Regions from separate parts of the Rattus norvegicus genome. Here all the other regions are linked to region 3. A link is a contact called in public Hi-C data. All regions are on one chromosome and are shown on one strand. Each heading gives the region's core, a stretch centred on a gene start, on an enhancer-like site or on the middle of the called end of the contact. The rest is flanking DNA. Distances are from core to core; before and after follow the strand shown. Region 1 holds the start of Sdf2l1 (stromal cell-derived factor 2-like 1). Region 2 holds the start of Ppil2 (peptidylprolyl isomerase like 2). Region 3 holds the start of Tmem191c (transmembrane protein 191C).

Region 1 (3,859 bases), core at 929-3,428, 140 kb after region 3:
ATTTTTAAACTATCCCCCACTACCCCTGCTGTGAGGGCCAGTGCACCTCACAAAAGAATAACATCACATGTTATGGGGAAGTAGCCTAGCCGTAGACCACCTGGCCTCAATAAGGCCTGACTTACCAGTCCTGAGGAAAAAGAGTTGGGGTCAGCTTGCCCCAGAAGCAGGGTGGCCTGGAGTTGGACTGAGCCCAAGCTAGATCATGTGCTCCAATGTAAACAAACCAGTGAAATTGCTTTGCTTTGTGTAACTGTTGCCAACTACCTATGTAATTTTCCCTATAAATACTTTCCCCAAATTGGGCTCCGGGTCGACTCCTCTGTCTCCTGTGTGAGATAGGTGTCGTCCCCAGAGCTCTGGTTCCTCAAATACACCTCTTGTTCATTACATCAAGACCGATTTCTCGTGAGTTCTTGGGGGTTGTGTCATCTCAAGATTTGAGTGGGGGGTCTTCCCCACCCCGCTGGTCTTTCAAGGTCAAATCCCAGAAACCACGTGGTGGCTCACAACCATCTGTAATGGGATCTGATGCCCTCTTCTAGTGTGTCTGAAGACAGCTACAGTGTACTCATATGTAATAAATAAATAAATGATTTTTTAAAAAAAGAAAGAAAGCTGACTGGGCATATAGTGGTAAATGGAGGAATATCTTTAGTTCTAGTACTTGGGAAGCTGAGGCAGGCAGATTTTTGTGAGTTCTACAGAGTGAGTTCCAGAACAGCTGGGGCGGCATAGTGTATCTTTGTTTCAAAGACAAACAAACAAACGAAACCAAAAACCCCAACAAAGCAACAGTGAACCAAGAAAGCTAACTGAAACCTGATGTGGGGATTCGCCCTCAGGAGACAGAGGCAGGAAGATCTTTGGGTTCAAGGCCAGCCTAGTCTACAGAGCAAGTTCCAGGACAACCATAGCTGGGACCCTGAGAGAAAACAGAGAGAAACCCTATCTTGAAAAATACATAAATAAAACAAAGATCTGAGCACACGAAGAAGCGGGCAAGCTGTAAGTGGCCCTTCCTCCATGCTTGAGTGTTTTACAACAGCCACAGAAAGCAGGTGGTTTCTAGGCAGGTGTACTTACAGAGAGATTTCCTGTGAGTCTGGGGTGGCCTTCGTGAAAGGCTGTCTTTCTGGCTGAGCCTTCTGTAAGTTACTCTTGTCAGACATACCTGCACAAGGACCCCCTCCTTCTCAGCCTCATACCTAACACATTAGTTTGGGTTAAAGCCTTGACAAATGATTCTATTTTGATTCTAACAATTCTGACACAGCTTACTTAGAAACCTGAGATCTGCCTGTCACCCTTCCAGAGAGGATGACCTCAGACTTGAACTTCCTGCCTCTACTACTTGAGGGTTGACTTGCTAATGATCAAACCCAGGGATTTGCACTTACTGGACAAGCACTCAGTCAGCTGAGCTACATCTGCAGCTGAAACATAAACTTTAGTGGGTAACTAGTGGCCTAAGTACATATCATCAGCTTCTTAGTAATGTAGCCTGGAGGGGCAGTTCCTTTGTGAATACCTAACATCTAGGTGGCTGGCTGGCTGGCTAGAGAAAGATAGACAGATAGATAGATAGGGAGTGAATGTGGGTAAGTACGTGTATGTAGTAAGTATGTATGTGTATGTATGTATGTATGTATGTATGTATGTATGTATGTATGAGGGCTCACAGTTATCTTATCCAGCAACCTTAGGATTCTGCCACTAAATGACTCAAGAAGCTGCTTGGCTAAGAGAATTCAGAAAGCATGGAGCCAGGAGATTTTAAATAACTTTGTTATTTGTCCACTTTGAGACCACAAAATCTCGTGATTCACACAGAGTCTGTAGCTTTACCCAGGGTTCTGAGAGGAGGGACACGCGACTCAAGTGTAGGGGTCCAGGGTCAAAGGGGTTCCCGTACCTACTACACCCGAGAATCTCTAACGGGGACTAGAGGCAACCAACCTCTGGGGGACGGTCGCCTCAGCCACTGCTTTATTGGCAGGTCCTTGGAAGCGTGGACCAGTTAAAATCCTCCTGCTGTCTCCGGCCCCCTCCCAGCTACCGCCTTGGAAGCTGGGGGTGGGGCTGCTGCACATGATCCAATAGTAGTGCAGGAGGAACGCGCGCGCGCAGACGATTGGCTGCCGAGGGAGGGCGCTGTCAACGCCGGATTGGCTGCTGTTGAGGACGGAAGCGCCGAGGTCCAAAGCAACTGGAACCCGGCCGGCCGGCACGATGTTGGGCGCGAGCCGCGGGTTAGCGGGTCTGACGCTGCTGGGGCTGCTGCTGGCGCTCTCGGTGCGGAGCGGTGGCGCGTCGAAGGCCAGCGCCGGGCTAGTGACCTGCGGGTCAGTGCTGAAGCTACTCAACACCCACCACAGAGTGCGGCTGCACTCACATGACATCAAATACGGATCCGGTGCGCAGGGGTGGTGACTGGGACCGCCAGGGGGCGGAGGCTTAAAGATCAGGTGGTTCTAGCGGGGTCTGTGGGTTGTTAGGGAGCCGAGGGGTTGCGAGTCTAGACGGGCTTTTGGGTCTTGACAGAGAAGCCGCGGGGAGTGAGGTTGCGCGCGCGCGCGCGGTGTGGGGGGTATCCACCACTTAGGGTCCGGCCTGGGGTAGGGTGAGCCCTTCGGATCCTGGAGTGGTAAGGGGCTGTGGGGAAAACTTTTTAGTGTTCAAGTCGAGGGTCTGGAGGTTTGTGATTAACTAGAAACTACGGGTGGGGTGGGCTGTCCCTCTTCAGGCAGCGGCCAACAGTCGGTAACCGGCGTGGAGGCGTCCGACGATGCCAATAGTTACTGGCGGATTCGCGGCGGCTCCGAGGGTGGGTGCCCGCGCGGGCTCCCAGTGCGCTGTGGGCAGGCAGTGCGGCTCACGCACGTGCTCACCGGCAAGAACCTGCACACGCACCACTTCCCGTCACCGCTATCCAACAACCAGGCAAGCCCTGTTCCGAACCCCTCCAAAGCTGCGCAGGGCAGGGACTCAAATGACAGCGGGAGGGAGGTGTGCCGGAGAGATGTAGGGGGAGGGATTCAGTCTCAGCTACTGTGAATTGGGAGTTCATATACGGAAGTTTATAGAGCTTCTGCTCTGGGTCCTGTCCCAAGGAACTTCCCCTACCGAGTTAGGAGAAGCATTGAGAGAAGTCAGTGCGATGAGTTCCTATTTGGACATGTAGGGGGACCCACACAGCAAAGAATAGGAAACTGCAGGAAGGAGAAACTCAGGTTGGGTCTGAAAGAGAAGTGAGAGCTTATCCCTACTCCTGCTAAAACATAGGCCCCATTGCAGCTGGTCTGGTAGGGTTATGGGGAGAACCTGACAGTGCTTTGGGGGAGTTTCAGGGGGAAATATTGGAGATAGGGAACTTGGCCATTAGCCTGGGAACTTGGGTATAAGGCCAGTGGGCACTACACGACTGATACAAGAGGCTCTATGCATCTGAAGAACCTACCATGGGGTGGGAATCTTTTTTTTTTTTTTTTTTTTTTTGAGAACAGATTTCTCTATGTAGCCCTGGCTGTCCTAGAATGCACTATGTAGACCAGGTTGGCCTTAAACACCCAGAGATCTGCCTGCCTATACCTCCTGAGTGCTCTGCTTAAAGGCATTTGCCACCACACCTGGCTAGGGCAGGACTCTTGGCTTCCATTTGCTCAGCTGTGGGTGCTGAATGTCAGAGAAAGGACCAGAGGCCCAGGATACTAGGTGCACATATTACAGCTAGACATGCAGCTCAGGGGAGTCTGTTCCCTGTGTGTGACTTTCTATACCTTACACTCTCAGGAGGTGAGTGCTTTTGGGGAAGACGGTGAGGGTGATGACCTGGACCTGTGGACAGTACGATGTTCTG
Region 2 (4,214 bases), core at 1,147-3,646, 170 kb after region 3:
GTTCTCTCTGTTTTTCACCTGGACTATAGAGAGTTCAAGGATAGCCTGGACTCTATAGAAAAACCCTATTTCAAACCTCATCCCCTCAGATATGGGCAGTGTGTGTTTAGATCAGTACCTTGCGATGGCCCCTCATTTGCACTGTAACAAGCTATTCCGTCATGCTTGATAGAATGGGATGAGAAATTCTGTTCTCCCTTTCAGTGATTCAGAACCTCGGGGCTTCATTTTCCCTGAGTTACAAGTGTAGTATCTCCAAACACAAGCCTAGTTTGGTGGGTGTTTTTACCTGGAGGGAAAATGAGTTTGTCAGTCAGTTTACAGCTTGGTACTTGCCTGAGTTTCAAAAATATGATTCTCATCGTCACCCCATATGCTGGCCTGAGAACCTTTCTCCACGTAAGATGTCAATCATTCCTGGACATTAGTGGATATACAGATTGAGTCATGGCTGACCATACCTCACTTGGAACTGTAGATAATAAAAATCAGAACATAAGCAAAATTACTATGTGATTATAAATTGTGATAAACTATGAGAGAGGTGAGCAGGGTGGCCAAGAAAGATTTTTTTTTTCTCTTTTTGGTCTCACTGTATGTTCTTGGTTGGCCTGTAACTTGCTATGTAGACAGGCAGGACTTGAACTTACGGAGATCTACCAGCCTCTGCCTCCCAAGTGCTGGTAGTTGTGTTGTGTTCAGTTTTGTTTTGTTTTGTTTTTGAGACAGGGTCTCTACTCACTATAGACCAGGCTGTCCTCGAACTCATAGAGATTTGCTTGCTTCTGCCTCCTAATTGTTGTAGTTAAAGGTGTACACCACCATGTGTGCTAAAAGATCTTCTGAGGTGAGATTTATTTAGAAGGCAGAAGCCATGAAATAAGACACAGATGACTGACTGGCTTTGCTTACCTGGATGGATGGTGGTCCTCATTAATCCTACTAAATGAGAGTAAGACCATTGACCCGCATTTTTTTTTCTTTTTTTTTTTTCGGAGCTGGGGACAGAACCCAGGGCCTTGTGCTTGCTAGGCAAGCGCTCTACCACTGAGCTAAATCCCCAACCCCTGACCCACATTTTTTGGTTGAATTAAGCAAGCTTTATTTTCAGTTAGACAGGGTTATTTCCCTAAAGTGGGGTTTGAGAGATAGTCTCAAACACAGGAGAATTTTTTTTAATATCCCAAAACTTGTAAGGCTAGGGTTTGTTTTTTGTTGTTTGTTTGTTTTTGTTTGTTTTTAAGATTATTTTATGTATGAGTTCACTGTTGCTGTCCTCAGACACACCAGAAGAGGGCATAGGATCCCATTACAGATGGCTGTGAGCCACCATGTGGTTGCCAGGAATTGAACTCAGGACCTCTGGATGAGCAGTCAGTACTTTTAACCACTGAGCCATCTCTCCAGCCCTAGGGACTGGATTGTTTGGTTGAAGATCTTATCAGGAAGTCAGGGTTAGGGTGTAGGACATATCATTTAGTATCAAAGTGGAGATTTGGAACAGGTGACAGAGAGATTGAGAATTCTTTGATCAGATATGTAGACAAGAACTTTTCATGTGCTTATCCAACTGCCGGTGACTTGGCTTTGGTAGAATGTTATTTATGAACTTAGTGGGCTGGAGAGATGACTCCATGGCTGCTCTTCCAAAGGACCTGGGTTCAATTCCTGGCACCCACGTGGCAACTCGTAACCATTTGTAATTCCAGTTCCGGGGGATCTAACATCCTCACACAGACATACATGCAGGTAAAGCACCAATGTACACAAAACAACAATAAAGGCTGGAGAGATGCCTTAGCAAATAAAAGTTGTACAAGTCTGGCAAGGAGAACAAACTCCTGACTTGTCCTCTGAACTCCATGCTTGTGGCATGGCACCTACTTGACCACACACAAGATTTAAAAAAGGAAACTTGGGATACTCTCCCGGGTCAAGAGACTCAGACTAAGAATCTGGACATAGAAGGAGTAGGGAGGACTTGGTCACCTGCTAGCTGATTGGCCCGCGTGGGGACCGAATGAGAGAAAAAGAGTTGAGACTTGAAATGAGTTGAGAGAAAAAGATGGACATGGCTTTGGAGAAGAAGGTGTAAAAGGTTGAAGGCCTTAAATACAGAGGAAGTCATGTCTGAGCGAGTCTGTCTAGCATAGTATGGACTGAACAAGTAGCCAGACAGTGTACAGATACGTTTTCGAGGGCTTGGGGGAGGCCAACGCAGTTTGGTGGGAGACAGGAAAAGCAGACTCTACTCAAAGGCAGCAAGCCTCAGACTAGCTCAAAACCAGCATCCAGCATGTACCCTAGGAACCTGGAAACCACAATTCCCAGAATGCCCAATTCTAACTTCCGGTGCCTGGCGCGTCGAATTCCGGAAGTAGTTGAGAAAGCGGAGGCGCTAGAGCCTGAGTGTCTGCTGTGATCTCGGTTCGTCGCCACCATGGGGAAGCGACAGCACCAGAAGGACAAGATGTAAGTCGGCCCGCGTCTCTTGTCTCATCTCGTCGAGGTGCTGAAGGTTCTAAAAAGCCTCATCTCTCACAGGCGCGGTATCGTCCCTCACCGCAGCCTGTGCGGGCCAAGGCGTTCTGCGGCCGGACTAACTTCTGGGCTTTTCCCCTACCGCTTCCTTTTTTGCCTCCGAGTTGGTTGTCTACCATGCACAGCCAGGTCCGCTTCGTCCTGGCTCGAGCCTGTCAGCCTACACACAAGCAACAGCCTTCTAGTTGAAGACTTGCAGGCCGTGCTTCATGTTCCCCTCCCATTTGCTACTGTACTTTCTGTTTTCTGCTCTCTTTTCAAGCTAGTTATAGTCGGATGCTCCCCGCCCCCAACTGCTTGCAAGGATACCTTTGACTTCAGTATTGCCGGATCTAGTATCCGGCTTTTCAGCCCTGGGTCTTCTTCCCTTTCCAAAGCCTTTGGTGGGATCTTACATGCACGTTGTATTTTTATCTGCGCAAGATCTCTGTTTCATCCCTCTTTGCAGGGCTTCCCCCCCCTTCTCTCCCTCATCTCTGTGGTGGATCTGTTCTGATAGTCTCTCTTGCTCTAAGTCAGCAGCTTTTTCTCCACTTGGAAAACTTACAGCTTTCTCAAAACTGGTATACTAAAAGGGAACTCGGTAATTTTCACACCTAAGCCTGCCATAGGACATGCCCTATTCCTATCCTAGCCCAGTGGTTACATAGAGGGTCCCTGATTTACTAGGTATAGACTGAAGACAATTCTCATCCTAACGTAGTAGAAGCATACACAGAGCAACTGGAGCCATGTTAGATCATGTCCGGATCCTGCTCAAACCCACCCACCAGCTTCCCATCGCACTTAGACTTGATCATGGACTCGTTTGTGATTTGGCCAGTGCCTTGATTCCGTCTGTCTGCTCCTATGTACCTCACCACACTCTCCTCTGCTATCTCCTTTCTGGAACACATTCAGCTTGTCCTGCCCCAGTCTCAGTAAGAAAGACTCCTGTAAAGGGCTTCCCTCCCCAGGTCTTTGTATGCCTAGTGCTTTCCCCCTGTCAGAGAGGCTATAAATCCAGTTTATTTCCTTCTGGACAAGTTGATGTCTCTTTATCCTTCCGACTCTTGTGCTTCTATGCGCAGTGTCAATGCAGGTGTTTAATGTGTCTTTGCTAAGTGAGTGGGAGTTCTGTCATAAGTTATTTCTACAGCTTCTGTCTGTCTGCGACAGGACCCAATAACATATACTCTGTCTTCCTCAGGTACATCACCTGTGCAGAGTACACTCATTTCTATGGTGGCAGGAAGCCAGGTAAGGGGATGCTCATGGTCCTGAAGAATGCCAGCTTCCATGATCCAGAGCGATCCAGAGCGATCAGAACACTGACGTTATAGTAGATAACTTGGCTGAGTCTGGAGCTGGTAAATAGGACATATACTCAACACAGTACAGTACACTTTAGAGGAGGGGCTTAAAAATATAATTTAAAATGACCTTTTCTCTAGGAAGTGCTACAACCTTATTCTTTATAGGAGGAAAAAAAGGGAGGTTAGTACCCAAGGAAGTTGCCAAGGCTGTAGGAGAAAGGATTATTTATTTTATGTACATTGGCATTTGGCCTGCATGTGTGTCTGTGAAAGGTGTCAGATCCCCTGGAACTGCAGTTACAGATGGCTGTGAGCTGCCCTGTGGGTACCGGGAACCTGGGTCCTCTGGAATAGCAGCCAGTGCTCTTAACTGCTAAA
Region 3 (4,086 bases), core at 1,547-4,046:
AGGAGGGAGTCGCCAATGAACTTAAATGAAAAGCCATAATTGTTTAGATGCTCTGGTTATAGCTTAGCATTCATAAGCACTGAGCTGAGTCCAATCCCAAGGCAGAATAAACCACCCCTGGTGTCCACTCAGGAGCAAGAAGATAGGTCAAGGCTTAGCTACTTCAAAGCTGGGATGAGACCCACAAACACCTGTAAATAAAAAGTACTTTAGAGCTTATGTGTACAGGATCAAAATTCAACCCAGATTCATTTCCACTCAGCAGGACATTCCTCATATACAGCATGTTCCCTGCAAAGCCCACAGTGGCAAGCATACACGACCCGGTGTGTTCAGATGCTGTGAGGGAGGAATGGTGAACTCAAACCTGCCCAAGAGAACCCCGTAGACCTCGAGTAACTGTGTAGAGTAACTGTGTATCCGCATCCAGAAATAATCCACCCGCTACGGAGGGGATCGGAGGGGATCCGACAGGCCAGCACCCATCCTGCCCAAAACTCAAAATAGCAGACAACCCCCTAGAGGGGTCGGGCTGACGTTCAGCAGCCAGGGCTGTGAGAAAGGACTACCTCGGAACGGAACAACCAGTCGCGCTGCTGACAGACACCCCCTACACTCCCGGTGACAGGGTCGCTGAGTCACACGAACTTCAACCCCCGCCCTTTTCACACAGACAGGCACCGCAGAAAACAAAGGAGACAGAGATGTAGGCGGCCGAAGCCAGCATGGTGCGTTCTAAGCGGGCAGCAGCCCGCGAGCACGTAGCTCAAGCAAAGGCGACAGCGTGTAGCGAAGCCGGCGGAAGACCGCGTCGGAGCCGAGACTCTGGAGCCCTGGGCCGATGGTGTCAGGTCGTGCCAACACCAAGTAGATCAGCGGCAGCACCAGGAAACCCAGCGGGAGCAGCAGCAGTGTCTGCAGTGCGCTCAGCGCCCACAGCCTGCAGAACCACCAACCGACAGGTGGGTGGTGGCTCTGGGACCCGGAATCCGGACCTGCCCCTCACCCACGCGCCACTCACCTGAGGCTCCCCGCGCCCGCACCCCCGAACAGCCGCTTTTCCTGCAGAGAAAGGGCTGCATCTAGCTTTCTGGGCAGCCGCTAGGCTCTAGCCATCGTCACCAGCAGGTCCCAGCTCCAGCCTGCGCTCCCCAGCCCACGCTCACGCAGTCAGCCCTGGCCACCTCCTCCATAAGTGAGCCCGAGCAGTCCTGCACTCGACGAGGCTGTGAGTTCCACCTACAAGACAGGCGAAGCTGTGAGTTCCACCAGGCCGGGCCTAGCGCCTACCGATGCCCTTCAAGTTTCAGTCCTTACGGTTCCGAGCCACTGCGCGTAGCCTCCAGCGCAGCTGCTGCTTCCATCACCTTCCCCTGCAGCTCCTGAAGGATGATGGCAACAGGGACTCAGGGCAGAGGGTGAGCTATGTCTCGAGTCAGGGAGTAAAGAAAAAAGGGTGGAGGCCACAGGACATTTGGAAGAGAATGGCTGTCAGAATAGAGAGGCCGCACCTGCAGGACTCCACTCTGCTCCTGGAAGCTGGCCCAGGCCTCTTCTGTCCGCTGCGTACCCTAGAAGCCAGGGATTGGTATGAGCGTCGCGAGGACAAGCCCTCCCCACACGCCCTCCCCTGAGAGTCCAGCGCCAGACGTACCTGCCGCAGGTCCTCGGCCTGCATGCTGAATTTGGCCTCCGCCAGCTCCAGATGTTTCTTCCGGAGGATTCAAGTGATGTCAAGAACCTGCAGGCCTCGCACACCGCTCGGTCCCTGGCCTTCAAGGCCCATACTCTGCCCACGTGTGCGCGCAGCTCTGCCCACAGCCATGCTCCGCCCACAGCCCCGCCCTGGTCCCACCCAAGTACCTGCAGCGCCACAAGCTGAGTTCCGAGTTGCTGCTCTGCTCGCTGTTGACTCAGCTGTTCCCCTCCATAGTAGAAAAGCTGGGGACCAAACTCATGAGAACCTGACTCAAGGGACTTGGGGACGCGTACGTGACCTGAGACAGCGCACGTACCTGGCTGGACAGTTCCTCCCACTGTTCCTGCAGCTTCCGATTGTGTTGCTCCTGAAGACAGGGTCCAGGCTGTCTAGGCCTCTCCTCCAGCCTAGCCACCCCGGGCCCCACCTCTCCCGCTTGCCCGCACCAGGTCCTGCCGGTGCTGCTCCGCAGCCTCCAGCAGCCCACGAGCCCGTTCCGCACGCTCCCGCGCCGCCTCTCGTGCCTCCCCTCGAATAGCTCGGGATGTTTGACTTCGTCTTCGCTGCAGGCTACACGGCAGGGAAAATTGGTCTGGGGTGAAACCAGAGCTCAGGATCTTTTGGGATGGAGCCACCACCAGCCTGAGAGTTCTAGACTGAAGCCCCACTGCCTGGAACGAAGGCTGCCAACAAGCCTGCCCCGGGGTCCCGGTGCCCTCGCACCTGCGCTCTCGCTCCCGCAGCTCGTCCAAGCGCCCGGTGAGGCTCTCGCTCTCGGCTTCCAGCCCACGCACCAGCTCCTCCAGCTCCTGCTTCCGCAGGCGGCCATCGCGGTTGTCCTTCTGCAGCTGCAGCAGCTGCTCCTGCGGCTCAGCCATGGCCCCAGCGCTCTGCCAGGACCTCCGCTGCCTGGATGCCCTGGTGGCCTGCGTCACAATAGGCACCAGGGGGCGCCGGAGCCCGACTGAGGCGGATCACACTTTACCAATTTGCCCACATCTATAATTCTATCTCCTCGGGGTGTAGGGGACATGGAGATCAGGAATTCAAGGTCATCCTTTGCTACATACCTTGTTTGAAGCTAGCCAAAGCCACATGGGAATCTGTCTCAAAAAAAAAAAAAAACAGTAAAAATATCACAGTCCCAATCTGATTGGTAAAAAGTTACTAATGTTCTAAAGAAAGGCTGTACTTGATGGTTCATGCCTTGTGATCCCAGAATACCAGAGGCTGCGGTAAGATCACCTAGAGTTCAAGGTCAGCCTAGCTGTATAACAAGAAGACCCTAACTCAGAAAAAAAAACGAGGACAGTTGAACTATCACAGTTACCACAGTAACTGTAATTACAGGCTAAATCAGGTGCGCCTCACCTTAGATTTTGAGTGACCAAGCAGGAAGTGCTAAAATTTTGAGAAAAAAAGTTTAAAATTAAGATTTAATTTTTTTCTCCTGCTTGTGTTGCAATGATCATAACTTTGGTATGATCTCAGTAGCTGGACTTTCCCCTAGTACAGCGTCGGGCTGAGTAGGTGAAGGGCGACTGGGTGCTCCACAGGTGTGACGTTCTCTTTTTTCTGTGTGCCTGCCTCAGGAGGACATCAGATCCCTTGAGGCTGGAATAGTTGTAATCCAGCTATGTGGATTAGGGAAACTAAAGTCATCCCTCTGGAAGAGCAGCAAGTACTCTTTTTTTAATTTATTTATTCATTTATTATATATGAGTACACTGTAGCTGTCTTCAGACACACCAGAAGAGGGCATCAGATCCCTTACAGATGGTTGTGGGTCACCATGTGGTTGTTGGGATTTGAACTCAGGACCTCTGGAAGAGCAGTCGGGTGCTCTTAACCACTGAGCCATCTCTCCAGCCCGCAGCAAGTACTCTTAACCACACACTGTGACTTTTCACATGCCATGGTGTTATAATCTCTCTAGAGAGTTTAAGAAGCTAATCTAGGGGTTTAGCTCAGCAGTAGAGCGCTTGCCTAGCTAGCGCAAGGCCCTGGGTTCGGTCCCTAGCTCCGGGGGGGGGGGGGGGGGGGGATATTTCATAATTTGGAGGATATGCTTTCCCGAGCTTCTTCATTAGGGAGGCTGAGGCAGGAATCCCACCGCAAATTCGAAGCCAACCTGTGCTACATAGTGAGACTTTGTCTCAAACAACAACCCAGCCCCGCAAAAAAGAACCCAGTGAGTTGACTTATTTATTACTTTTTTGTTACGAGTGAGCTGGGATATTGGTCAGTAGAATCCCTGCACACACGAGGGTCAATTCCCAGTATCACACACAAAGCCATCAGTTATTATAGGAAGGGCTGTGGGGTTTGATAGCTGGGACTCTTCATTGCTGACAGCACCACTCAGCTTTCCAGACGCCAGTGCTGCC

The links. Hi-C and Micro-C count contacts between places; a contact is called where the count stands out from the background.
Region 1: a Hi-C map of Schwann cells shows a contact between it and region 3, with 5 times the contacts expected there. The contact joins the promoter of Sdf2l1 here to the promoter of Tmem191c in region 3. A contact is called at or near these places in 11 of 12 Hi-C or Micro-C datasets (the A7r5 cell line, the Rat2 cell line, Schwann cells and 6 more).
Region 2: a contact with region 3 is called in a Hi-C map of frontal cortex, with 2.4 times the contacts expected there. The contact joins the promoter of Ppil2 here to the promoter of Tmem191c in region 3. A contact is called at or near these places in 2 of 12 Hi-C or Micro-C datasets (the A7r5 cell line and frontal cortex).

The regions. Positions count from the first base shown.
Region 1 is chr11:97,374,700-97,378,558 of GRCr8, forward strand. It overlaps Sdf2l1 (stromal cell-derived factor 2-like 1), which reads left to right and starts at 2,179. Exons shown (of 3, transcript NM_001109433.1): 1 at 2,179-2,416; 2 at 2,747-2,943; 3 at 3,793-3,859. The coding sequence starts at 2,233.
Region 2 is chr11:97,399,588-97,403,801 of GRCr8, forward strand. Ppil2 (peptidylprolyl isomerase like 2) reads left to right here and starts at 2,397. Exons shown (of 20, transcript NM_001017383.1): 1 at 2,397-2,472; 2 at 3,731-3,780. The coding sequence starts at 2,441. It overlaps 2610318N02Rikl (RIKEN cDNA 2610318N02 gene like), which reads left to right. Exons shown (of 7, transcript NM_001077666.1): 7 at 1-505.
Region 3 is chr11:97,229,685-97,233,770 of GRCr8, forward strand. Tmem191c (transmembrane protein 191C) reads right to left here and starts at 2,797. Exons shown (of 11, transcript XM_063270949.1): 1 at 2,770-2,797; 2 at 2,423-2,625; 3 at 2,146-2,269; 4 at 2,016-2,066; 5 at 1,864-1,941; 6 at 1,655-1,711; 7 at 1,512-1,571; 8 at 1,318-1,382; 9 at 1,167-1,239; 10 at 1,022-1,062; 11 at 706-940. The coding sequence starts at 2,796. The coding sequence ends at 736. It also overlaps a transcript of Pi4ka not described here.